2 separate regions of the Bos taurus genome follow, and region 1 is linked to region 2. Evidence: chromatin contacts called from public Hi-C data. All regions are on one chromosome and are shown on one strand. Each heading gives the region's core, a stretch centred on a gene start, on an enhancer-like site or on the middle of the called end of the contact. The rest is flanking DNA. Distances are from core to core; before and after follow the strand shown.

Region 1 (5,291 bases), core at 2,016-4,515, 110 kb before region 2:
GGAATATTTTCTTGTTATTAAAAGCTTCACAGGCACTGTCATCAGGTACATTGTATGAGGACATATTAACCAATAACTTTTTTCTTTGTTGCTATATAGTGGTTAGATTTATAATCTACATTAAAGACCAAAGCTAAACAAAAGCTAAGAGTCTGTGCCTTAGAATGCTAAATCACCATTAAAGTAAACCATTTGGAAAACTCGATTAGCTGTTCAATTTTATACGGTGATGATTCTTTCCCCATGTTTTCCTCACAGACCAAAAAAAAAAAAGAAAAGAAAATTTGGTTTGTTTTTCACAATATAAAGAAAAGTTGATGAACTGTCTGTGTCAGTGTTATATATTTAGTGGATTTATTATTACTTTTGCAGTGTTTTGGCACAGCTCAATTTTAGATGCAATTACCACATTATAATCTTGGCAAAACCCACTGTTCCAAATAATGCTCTGATGTACAAATGAGTCTTCCTCACAAATGAAAATTGCCAAGGGAAAGGTACCGTTACAATATGTAAAAATGAAAAGTCTCATTGAAGCACAGAATAACTGTAAGTTTTACTTCAAAGGCACACACTATATACACACAAACAACAACAACAAAATGTTATAATTAAGATGTCTCTCCCGAAATAACACTCTGATATATAATAATTCATTGTAGGGTATGTAGGCAGGCTGGATCAAACAGCATCTCCCTACACTGTGAACTAGAAATATTAGACTCAAATGTGTTGAAATATTTCTGCCACTTTTTTTCAGAGTATGAAGATAAACACTGTGTGGTCAGAAGATTCTAGAATCATTTTATTATTGACACCATAAATTGGTGTGAGGGCAAGTTTTTATAAAAATGTGTGCTTATAAATAACTTTTAACTTCTATAACTTACAGTATTTTCCTTAGCTTCTAACATAAAGGGCTTCTTGCTGTAGTAGAGAAACCGGCTCTGAACGAAGGACAAACATCTATTAGATGATCCTTCTGGGCAGATAAATATGTACACCTTTTCTTTCCAATATCTCCTGGATATTAATACAGTCAATACAACTGATACAACAGCATTTTGGAAACAACGTTGATGACTACTGCAGTGGTTCCCAGCAGGTGGCAATTCACTGCCCACCCCAGATATTTGACAATGCCAAACTCGAATCTAGTCCATCTAGTTGGTAGAGTTCAGAGATGGTGCTAAACATCTTACAATGCACAGGACAGCCCTCCCTGCCGCCCCTCCCGCCTCCAAACCAAAGGAAATTATCCAGTCCAAACTCTCAGTTGCACCAAGGGTGAGAAACATTGTCCTTTGGGGTTTGTATCTCAGGGCCTCCCTTGTGGCTCAGCTGGTAAAGAATCTGCCTGCAATGTGGGAGACCTGGGTTTGATCCCTGGGTTGGGAAAGATCCCCTGGAGAAGGGAAAGGCTACCCATTCCAGTATTCTAGCCTGGAGAATTCCATGGACTGTGTAGTCCATGGGGTCGCAGAGTCAGACACAACTGAGTGATTTTTCTGTTTCACTGACAACATACCAGGTATTGCCCCTTAACACTTCTTTCCTGAGTTGGTAGCCTCGGATCAGTCATTATCCTGAGGGTCGATATCAGAGCAGGATCCAAACCCTTCATTTCTAGCTGGGATCCCGTAAACAACACAGGAACACAGATCCAGACCAATGAGCTCTTGGTTTGTTTCAAGCTAAGTCTGTGGAATTTTTTTGAAGTTCTAGTTTGGCTTTGTTCAGTCATGTTAGAAAGTACGTAAGTATCATGCTGGTTTAAACTAGTTCATCAGGCCTTCTTATGGACATGTTTTGGTTCAGTTACAGTTTGACATTTGGGTCTGTTCAGTTCAAGGTGCAGCCCATTCTGTGCTTCTGGATTTTGGCTATGGCCATTTGGTTTATGGCCTGCCCATATGAGTGTGCCTGAGTACAGAGCTGTGGCTTATCACCAGTGAGGGCCACAGAACCTTCTGTATTCCAGAGGAGTTAATTTGCTCTTGACTTTGTTTTGTGGGAGGACTCATTACTGCAAGCACCAAACCTAGAGTTTTTAGGATGCATGGACTCCCTACTTTCTGCACTTGGTATAAGACTCTAAGACTTCACTAAGAAAACTGGCTTATTTAATATTATATTTACGAAAAGGTACAGAAGTCTCAAATGTTTCCAAGTTTTCCTGAAACTGTTTACTGTGAAGAAAAAAGAAAGGAAAAAAAAGTTCTTAAAAATCTCCAGGGATTAAAAAAAAAAAAAAAACCCATTTACTCTTATTTTGCAATGGCCCTGGTTGTGAAATCATCAGACCGAAAAATACTGCAGGCATGTTGAGGGTGGCTTTTAGTGACAAGATTTCCTTAAGGCTGTAAACAAACCAAATTCATTAAGAGAAGAAACAGAAGTGGCAGATTTCATCATAAAATGGAGAACACATTTTCCAGCTGAATTATAGATACAGCACAAAACGCGGTTGTTTCATTTTTTTAAAACCTCAGTTTCTGCAGGCTGAAACAGAACATTTCAATTGGCTCAGATCATGAAAGCCATCTGCACCTGCTCACAAAACAGCTTAAAGAAAAAAAAAAAAGTCTGCACAAAGGATTTTAACTTACACAGACTGTAAGGATAGCCTCTGGTCCACAGGCACCCATAAAAGGAGGAGCAGTATGAAGCAAAGGAGATCATAATTTTTTAAAAACTGCCAATAAATAATCATCTACGATCAGTTTACAGCGTTATTTCTGTTTTACCTGTGGCAGCTCTACTTGACTGTTCTGGTTGTATGTTAAAAAGTTGGGCGATTAAAATTCAATTATGAGGGTTTTTCTTTTATGTAGCCTAGGGTTGAATGAATTACTGGCAGGAAACTTTAGCTCATGAACTCAATCAAAAATCCTTTAATTTGTCAGAGCTGCTTCCTGCCCCTCTCCTTTAAACATCTGCTTCTCCAGTTCAGGGACAAAACCAACTCTCTCTGTCCCTCCTTCCCTCCCTCTTTGTTAAAATAATAAGCAATCACCAAAAGTTCCCTTGCAAAAGTTACAGATTTTCTCTTAAACACACGCTTGCTCCCAGTAGAGTTTATTTAATATATCTTTAATAGCTTCCTTGTATTCCTCGCTTCCTTTCCGCTTTTAAATGCTGGAAAATCTCAAGCTGACAAAAGAAGACATTTTTAAAATGCGAACCTTCGCAGGGCTAAGCCCGGTCGGTCTCCAGGCCAATTAGCTGGGAGCAAGGCGGCCCGGCGGGGGAGGGGGCCGGCTGTCGGGAATCGCCTGCACTCCTTAAATGGCTGGCACTTCCTGCCAGAAAAGGCCAGCTCTGCACAAACAGAAATAGGGTGGAAAGAAAACAGGAGGCGTTGCTCAAGTTCCAAACAAGCTGCGCGTGTGTACGCGCGCGCCGGGAGGCAGCCCAGCCGCGGCGCGCGGGCCTAGCAGAGCTTCGGCCGAGGAGCCTACCGCCCGTTGGCATCAGCCTGGGGCTGGGGGGCCCCCAGGCCGCCGAGAAGAGGTGCCCGGCCGTGCAAGTCAGGGGGAAAGCGGACAGTGCCCTTGGAACAGCCAGCCTGCGCTGAGCGCGACCTAACCCCTCCGGTTGCCTGCGCGCCCTCCTTCTGCGCAGGCTTCTCTTTGGGAAAACGGAATTAGAGCAGACCTCAGTGACTAACTCTTTTGCCTAAAAAAATCAGGCTGGTTCTTCCTCTAGAGAAGGCTAGGTGAAAGTTTGTACAATCTGAGGGCAATGCTGCCTAATGATCGCAACCCCATTAAAGATCTTTTATTAATAAAATATTATCACCCTTTTTGGGAATCTCGGTGTCACCCTAGAGGGAAAGACCTATTTTAAGAATGCTTACCTAGAATTTATAAACATTTTAAACTGCACGAAATGATGCTGCTTTAATAAGGCATGGTACATAATACAACCAGCTGTTGTATCATAGTAAAGCTTTTGAATGTTTTCATATCTAAGCTATGCTTGTAATTCTAAAATTAGATAAAGAAGCTTCCGGTTCTTTTACCCTTCCCTGTTCCTATGGATGGAAGAATTTGAGCAATAGTGATTAGAAAATTACTGGTATCAAATCTGCTACAGTCAATACATTCATAATTCTTACATGTTGTAACAATTTACTCTTAAAAAAAAATGGGTTATGTGGTTAAAGCCATGTATTCTTATGTTAATATGAGTAATAACAACAGCTAATATTTCTGAGCCCTCACCATGTGCCAACTGTGATACAAAGTTCTTTACATGCATAATTTATTTTAATCTCCACAACCCCGTCTAGAACTATGATTATGCACATTTGAAGAAACAGAGGTTTATATCTTTAATTTGCTGTAGTCCACAGAGTTAGTATGTAGCAAAGCTGTGACTTGTACCTATCCACCTGCACTCAAAGCAACCACCCATCCATCCATCCAATATGAAATGTCTATTATCTGGAAGACGCATTCAATCAAATAGATAAGACATACACAAAACATTTTTTTAAACTTATACATCTATTTTATCAAATTGAAACATAGGAAACACAGTATATTTTAAAAGTTCAGACATCAGAATAAAATACATACCTACTAAATAGTAGAAACAATAAATAGTACAAGAAAAAAAAAGCAAAAGGTCAAAAAAAAAAACAAAAAAACAAAAACCTGCTAACAAGAAATCCAATACTCCTTTGACATACAAAATCTAACATTCAAGGTATTTCTCAAAAGACCAATTTTTTCCCTTGAATTTCCCAAAGAATTTTCAAAAATAAATTCAGGGAACATTTGGGAATAGCAAGTTTCCAAAACAAAACGTGCATAGCTAGATTAGTTTGTCAGTTTTGCCATTTTCTTTTTCAGTGGAAAGTTCATCGGACAAATTACAATCTCACCCCAGACAGGATGTGAGAATGTTTTTGTAAATCACAATTTACGGCATATTAATGTCATGTGAAAGTTTTCCCAAACAAGAACCCACATGAAATTTGGTTATTAAACTTTAAATAAATCTGTTTTCATACCTATAAGCTTCAAGTAGAAATTACCTATAAATGGATTTTTAGATTTCTTTTTAGTTTAATTCCTGGGTGTGGTGGGCAAAAGGTTACATCCTTTATATAAACTTCTGCTTTGGGCTAAAGCCAATACATCTTTGTTTTGATATTTCATCTGAAATGCATCAAGTTGGTTGATTTACTTTCAATACGACCTTGCATGGGCTATAAAAGTGTGGTCCAATTCAACTATTTCTATATGCACGTCAATCACACTATCATGCTTAATTCTTTGCAT
Region 2 (5,344 bases), core at 1,491-3,990:
ATCACCACTGAAGTTGGTTTCATTTCGCATCCCCAAAACCCCAAGAAAAAGAGGCAGCCTCAGCTTCCTTCCAAGTAGGAGGAGAGCAAAAAAAAAAAAAAAAAAAGAAAGAACAAGGCCATAAGCAGACACCTTCCTTGCAGCCGCTGGGATGTGAAGGCCACATCCAGTCTTGGCACTCAGGACAGAGATCTGTCTTCTCTGGGGCTGGGCGCCTAGTTCCCTGTATCACCCCCAGAAACACTTACCAGGAGACTGTGAAGCATACAAGGCTGTATTATTGGGAGACTTGCAGACAGATTATAAATTTACTGAGGACAATCAAGGCATTTAGATGCTTTTGGCCGCAAATGCCAGTGACACACACACATACAAACCTCATTCTTCTTTCCATTCGAGTGATTCTTTACCCACTACTCCCCACCCCCAGCATCTTTCTTTCATGAAACAAACTCCCATTGCTGTCCTAGGGAATTCCAGAGAGAGGTGAGGATATAGCAGGTGGAAAGGAATGGAAATTAGGCCTGAAAGCATGAAATAACCCCACAGGCTAACTGTATCCAAGGATAAAACAACAAACATTGAGCAGTTTAACTGTTAGCTGTTATCTCTCATCTGGAATTGGCACCAGGAAGTTGCAGTTCTAGGCATCCCAGGCAAAATGTGTGTGTGTGGTGGAACAGAACAGAACCAATTCAGCCCCCAGACTTTCTAGAAACTTCACCACCAGAGACCCAGGCCAGGGATACGGAGGAACCACAGAGAAGCTTCCAGGGGCCTGGCTAGAGGATGCTCTCTCCCCAGAGCTCCTTCTCAAGCTCCCTCCAAGAAAGAGTTCGACCCAGTGCCTTCCTCTCCTTTGGGCTTTTTGAGGACATTTCAGCTTGGATGGCCATTTCCTGTTGCTGACTTTCATTAGGGCTGGCTTGGGCACATGGGAGCTGTTCCGCGAGTGGACACGGGACTTCTGAAGCCCCAAGGAACTCAGAAACGGAGGAAGCTTGCAGGGCCACAGGGCTGCGGGGCTCCACCTTCTACCCAGAGGCCATGGCCCCAGCAGCTTTGGGGGGAAAGCCCGCACAGGCCAGGCGATCACCTGACCAGGACTGGCATCAGAAACCAATGAGTCAAGGACTACTCCCTTTGGGGTGGGGTGTGTCTGCGCCTCTGAGGAAGAACTTCCAGCCAGAAGCCTAATCACAACTCTCAGGTCGGGTACTCTGTCGCCAGGAGTGGCAGAGGACAAGGCACTTTCTAGGACGAAAAACTGGAAACAGCCCCTTGGTGCCTGCACACTTTACTGAAGGCTGCAAGTCAGCACTCTCTGATTGCAGTGCCTGCGGAAAGAAGCTAGGTGGGGACAGTGGGGGAGTCTGTAGGAAACCAGGGAGCAGGCCTCTCAAAAACATTCCCTCACCCGTCTTGGGGAGAATTCCCCAAGTTTTTGAGTGAGGGGGCGCTTAGGGAACTTTCTCTGTTAGGGATGACCACTTGTGTTCTCTTGACCCAAGGAGAAGGGGCCACTTCAAAGAAGGAAAGGGAAATGGGACAAGAAGGAAAAGGCTTGGCTAAAGGTCAGCTGGACTGGCTGCTAAACAAACGCTTTCAGGCTAAGCATGGCTTGTTGGGCCTAATCAGCGCTGGCCTGCCAAAGCGAGAGGTTCCTTGAGGCAAGGCCTTCTTCAGTGGCTCAGATCTTGCAGCTTGGAGCCAACCTTTCTGCAGTCTGCCGACCCCAGAGAAAACTCTGGGAAACTCAAGTTTCTTACCCTTTAAGAAATACTCTACAGGTGGAGGAAAACCAATGCACAAGCAACCGCAGAACTTGAGGAGAAGGGTTTAACAACACAGCACCAACCAGACGCCCAACGGCCTTTGGGGTGGTCAGGTGGCACCGCAGCCCTCCGCACTGTCTTCCACTCGGCATCAGGCCGAGACCAGCGTCCGCCCTGACCGAAGGCCACAAGACCACCGACAGAATGAGGAGAAAACCAGGTGTCTTACCGCAATGAGGGCCGAGTTCCTCTGGTCCCCTGGGGTGGAAGCCGGTGGCTGTTGCTGCTGCTCGCCATCGATCCCACCACTGCCACCACTGCTGCTACTGCTCCGCAGGTGCTGCTGGTGGTGATGATGATAGTCCGGCGGGGGCGCTGGGGCCGCGGGCGCTGCCGTCTGGGAAGCCGTCGGAGGGGCGGCGGGCGCCGGCGGAGGGGCTGTCGCGGTGGCAGTGGAGGCAGTGGCCTTGGTGTGCTTGCCGGCCTTCCTGGCCCCCTGGCCGTGCTGGACGAGGCTCAGGAGCTGCAAGGTACTCTCTCTTTCCCGGTCCGAGCTCTCGGCCCTACCCCGTTCGTAGCGTCCTTCACAGCTCAGGTGGTGCTGGCGGCAGACGGCGATGCGAGCTCGAAGGCGCTCCACGATGGCACTGTGCACTCTCGGGGTGACCGAGCCCCCTCCAAGGAGCCCCGCCCCGGGGGCCCCCCCTAGCCCTCCCGTGGGGGCCTGCGGGGGCGCTGTGTCCCCCATCTTACTGGACACAATGATTGCTGCCCGTGGGATGGTGAGGTGGTGGGAGGCTATAGCCGGTTAGCACAGGCAAATCTGCTTTTGACAATGTGCGCTCAGAGCTCAGGACCACATGAATAGAGGTCTTCAGAGGCTGGGGGCGGTGTGGGGGGGTGCGTAGTGGAGAAGGTATGGGGGAGGGGAGTGAGTAAAAAGAGGGTGAGGAGGAAGAACAGAAACCAATGGCAGAGGATAAGTTGGAAACAAACCCTGATCAACTTGCTCTAATTGTATTTGACAGCTCTGGAGAAGTTGGAGAGAGTTAGTGGGGATTCCCCCGCCCCCCCCACCCACCAAGCTGACAAGAGCCACTAGGTACTTTGTAAACACACGATCTGGGGGTTAGAGCAAGAATTCAGGGATTGTCAAGCAAGAGACAGGAACAGACAGCAAAGGGAATTGTGAGAGGTATTAATAGAGAGCTGGACTCCCCCCCTCACCTAGTTGTTTCCGAAGATTCTTTTATGGGGATGTTTCTGCAGAGGAACCCATATCTACCATGCTCTCTGTAACCCACGGCCTTTACTTTTCCTCAATTTTTTTTTTTTTAAAGTGCTGTTTCAGAAGCTTTTTGAAGTCAATGTTCAAAACGTACAAAAATCAAACAGAGACTGTCTTTTGGCTTTTAATTTTTCCTCCCTTTCCCTTTGCTCCGGTGTTTTCTCCTCTTTGGGGGTGCTGTAGGATGTGGTCTTCTCCCCAAAGAGGGAGACAGCTTTTCAATTGTTAATGTCAGTAATTGGACTTCTGGACCATGCTTTTTTCTTCAGCTAATCCAATCACCGGTAAAATCCTCATTCCCTCTAAGGTTTCCCAGCCTTAAATGAAAGCAGTCTGAAGTCACTAGCCACTGAGAGAGAGATCCTTCAACATATTTTTTTTTCCTTCTTCTTTCCCGCTTACGTTTCTAGTCCTCACCCCCGGCTCGATTCTAATACAGTATCAAGAGAGACAAACTCTTCCGAGAGTAATTTACAAACGATGGTCAAACTTACAAACTTCCAGCAAATTGCACCGAGTCATGTCCAGCCACTTTTCTGTCCACTTTTGTACATTCCATCCCCGGCCAGTGGATCTGAGGGTCTGGACTCGCAATAAGCAATGTGGTTCTATCTCTTGGATTGCTCCGCTTTGAGAGATGGAAAAGAAAGTAGCCGGTCTTTTCCTTTCTCTTTTTCCCGTCTGTTGTTCGCCGCTGGGCTGACACTGGCTCCGCCGCCCGGAGTCACGGCGATACACAGGCTTTCATTGTGCTCCGATAGGAGAGGGAGAGAAAGAGAGAGAGTGAGACAGAGGGAGAAAGAGAGAGCCAGCGAGCTGCAGGGGGGTGGGGGGCGGAGGGCGGGGGAGCGCTCGCCCGAGGCTCCCTGGTGGAAGGCGGGTGCCACTGCACGGGCGAGCAAGGCGGCCGGCGCGGGGAAAGGGGAACGCAGAGGGCCTCCCAGCGGCAAGAAGTGGAGGATCCCGAAGCCTGTGCATCTCGGCGTCGGCGCGCGCAGCTCGCACTCCGGCTCGGCTCGGGCAGGAGGGCGGGACGTTGGGGAAATTCCCCAACCTCTACCCGACTACTTCACCAGCCCGAAATGGTGCAGAAATTCCCGGCCAGGGGATGTATTTTCCCTGCCAGATCTCCGTTACGCTTTCCCCTCTCCACCCCCCGAGGATATCACTTTCATTTTTCAGTATGTTGTCAATGACACCCCTGAGCACTCTAGCGAGAGTTAGGTGAACACGGAGGAAATGTTCCTGGGTGTCAGAAAGGGAGGCGTAGGGTGTGTGCGTATTGGGAGAAACGGAGGAGTGGGTGCAGAGAAGAAATTAACATCGTTAGCTCCTAAAGGGCAGGCGAGTCTGTCTACCTGCTAGCCTGTTTTGTCTGTCTCTGGTTAAGTCAATCTGGGATCACAAGCATATCAGTAAAAATAACTAAAATATTCTACCACGATGAAATTACAAATACCAGTTCTCAGAAAGAAAAAAAACACAACAGATTTTTCTGAAAATACAAGATTCCCTATGACAAACCTAATGCAAGATCTGGGGCCTTCTCGGTAGTCTGTTTACATATACAACGAGGAAAATCATTATACAGAAGTCCAGTTTCAAGTTCACTAACACAAAACAAATAGATCTCTGACACACATTGTTGTCTCCTCATCTTCAGATAATCCTACCTTTAAGCTCTCAAAATGCATGTTGGATTCTGCCGATTACCAATTATGGAGGATAAACTAAAGTGAGCACAATATTGTTCTAGTCAGGACCATATAGTCTGTTATGCTCATGTGGAAGTCATTTGGATTTGAGGTGTCAAGCAATGGGGCTTTGTTAATTTAAACCACCTCTGGCATCTCAGTGACAAGGTCCTGCTTCAAACTGAGCTGTGGACAGAAATGAGTAAGATCAGTGCAAACACTTTAAGACTGGATTTATCTACAGTTTAGTTCTCGATAGGCTGGCCTACATTAGTTCATTTTATTTTCACGAATTCTAGAATGTTATTTTGGAATTTGGGACAAGTGCATTCTGATGGAATGTAACTTTTAACTTTTCATTGGAACATACTGCTGTCTGTCCCTTCCAAGGCTAAGTTCGTCATCACTCATGGAGAAAGGCAGAAATATCTTTTTTAGGTATGCAAATCTGAAAGGAGAACTCTCTCATGAAGTGTCATTAAAAAGTGAAGGAGTTCTGATCATTTCAGACTTGGTTTTTAAAAGGTGTATTCATTATACATTATCTTCTGTTACTATCAGCACTTTATATTCAGCAATCATACTTG

What was found. Hi-C and Micro-C count contacts between places; a contact is called where the count stands out from the background.
Region 1: a contact with region 2 is called in a Hi-C map of blood, with 2.4 times the contacts expected there. The contact joins the enhancer-like site here to the promoter of MAML2 in region 2. A contact is called at or near these places in 2 of 11 Hi-C or Micro-C datasets (blood and skin fibroblasts).

The regions. Positions count from the first base shown.
Region 1 is chr15:13,993,750-13,999,040 of ARS-UCD2.0, reverse strand. The region is part of intron 1 of MAML2 (mastermind like transcriptional coactivator 2); the gene reads right to left. Among named protein-coding and RNA genes, the nearest start is that of MIR1260B, 110 kb to the right of the region's middle. Within about 2 kb of position 3,265, at least 95 of the 102 cell types and tissues checked have an H3K27ac peak or open chromatin away from gene starts, as enhancers often do. A contact at or near this core is called in blood and skin fibroblasts, where this site is marked.
Region 2 is chr15:13,885,433-13,890,776 of ARS-UCD2.0, reverse strand. MAML2 (mastermind like transcriptional coactivator 2) reads right to left here and starts at 2,740. Exons shown (of 5, transcript NM_001098050.1): 1 at 2,005-2,740. The coding sequence starts at 2,523. MIR1260B (microRNA mir-1260b) reads left to right here and starts at 2,055; the gene lies at 2,055-2,154.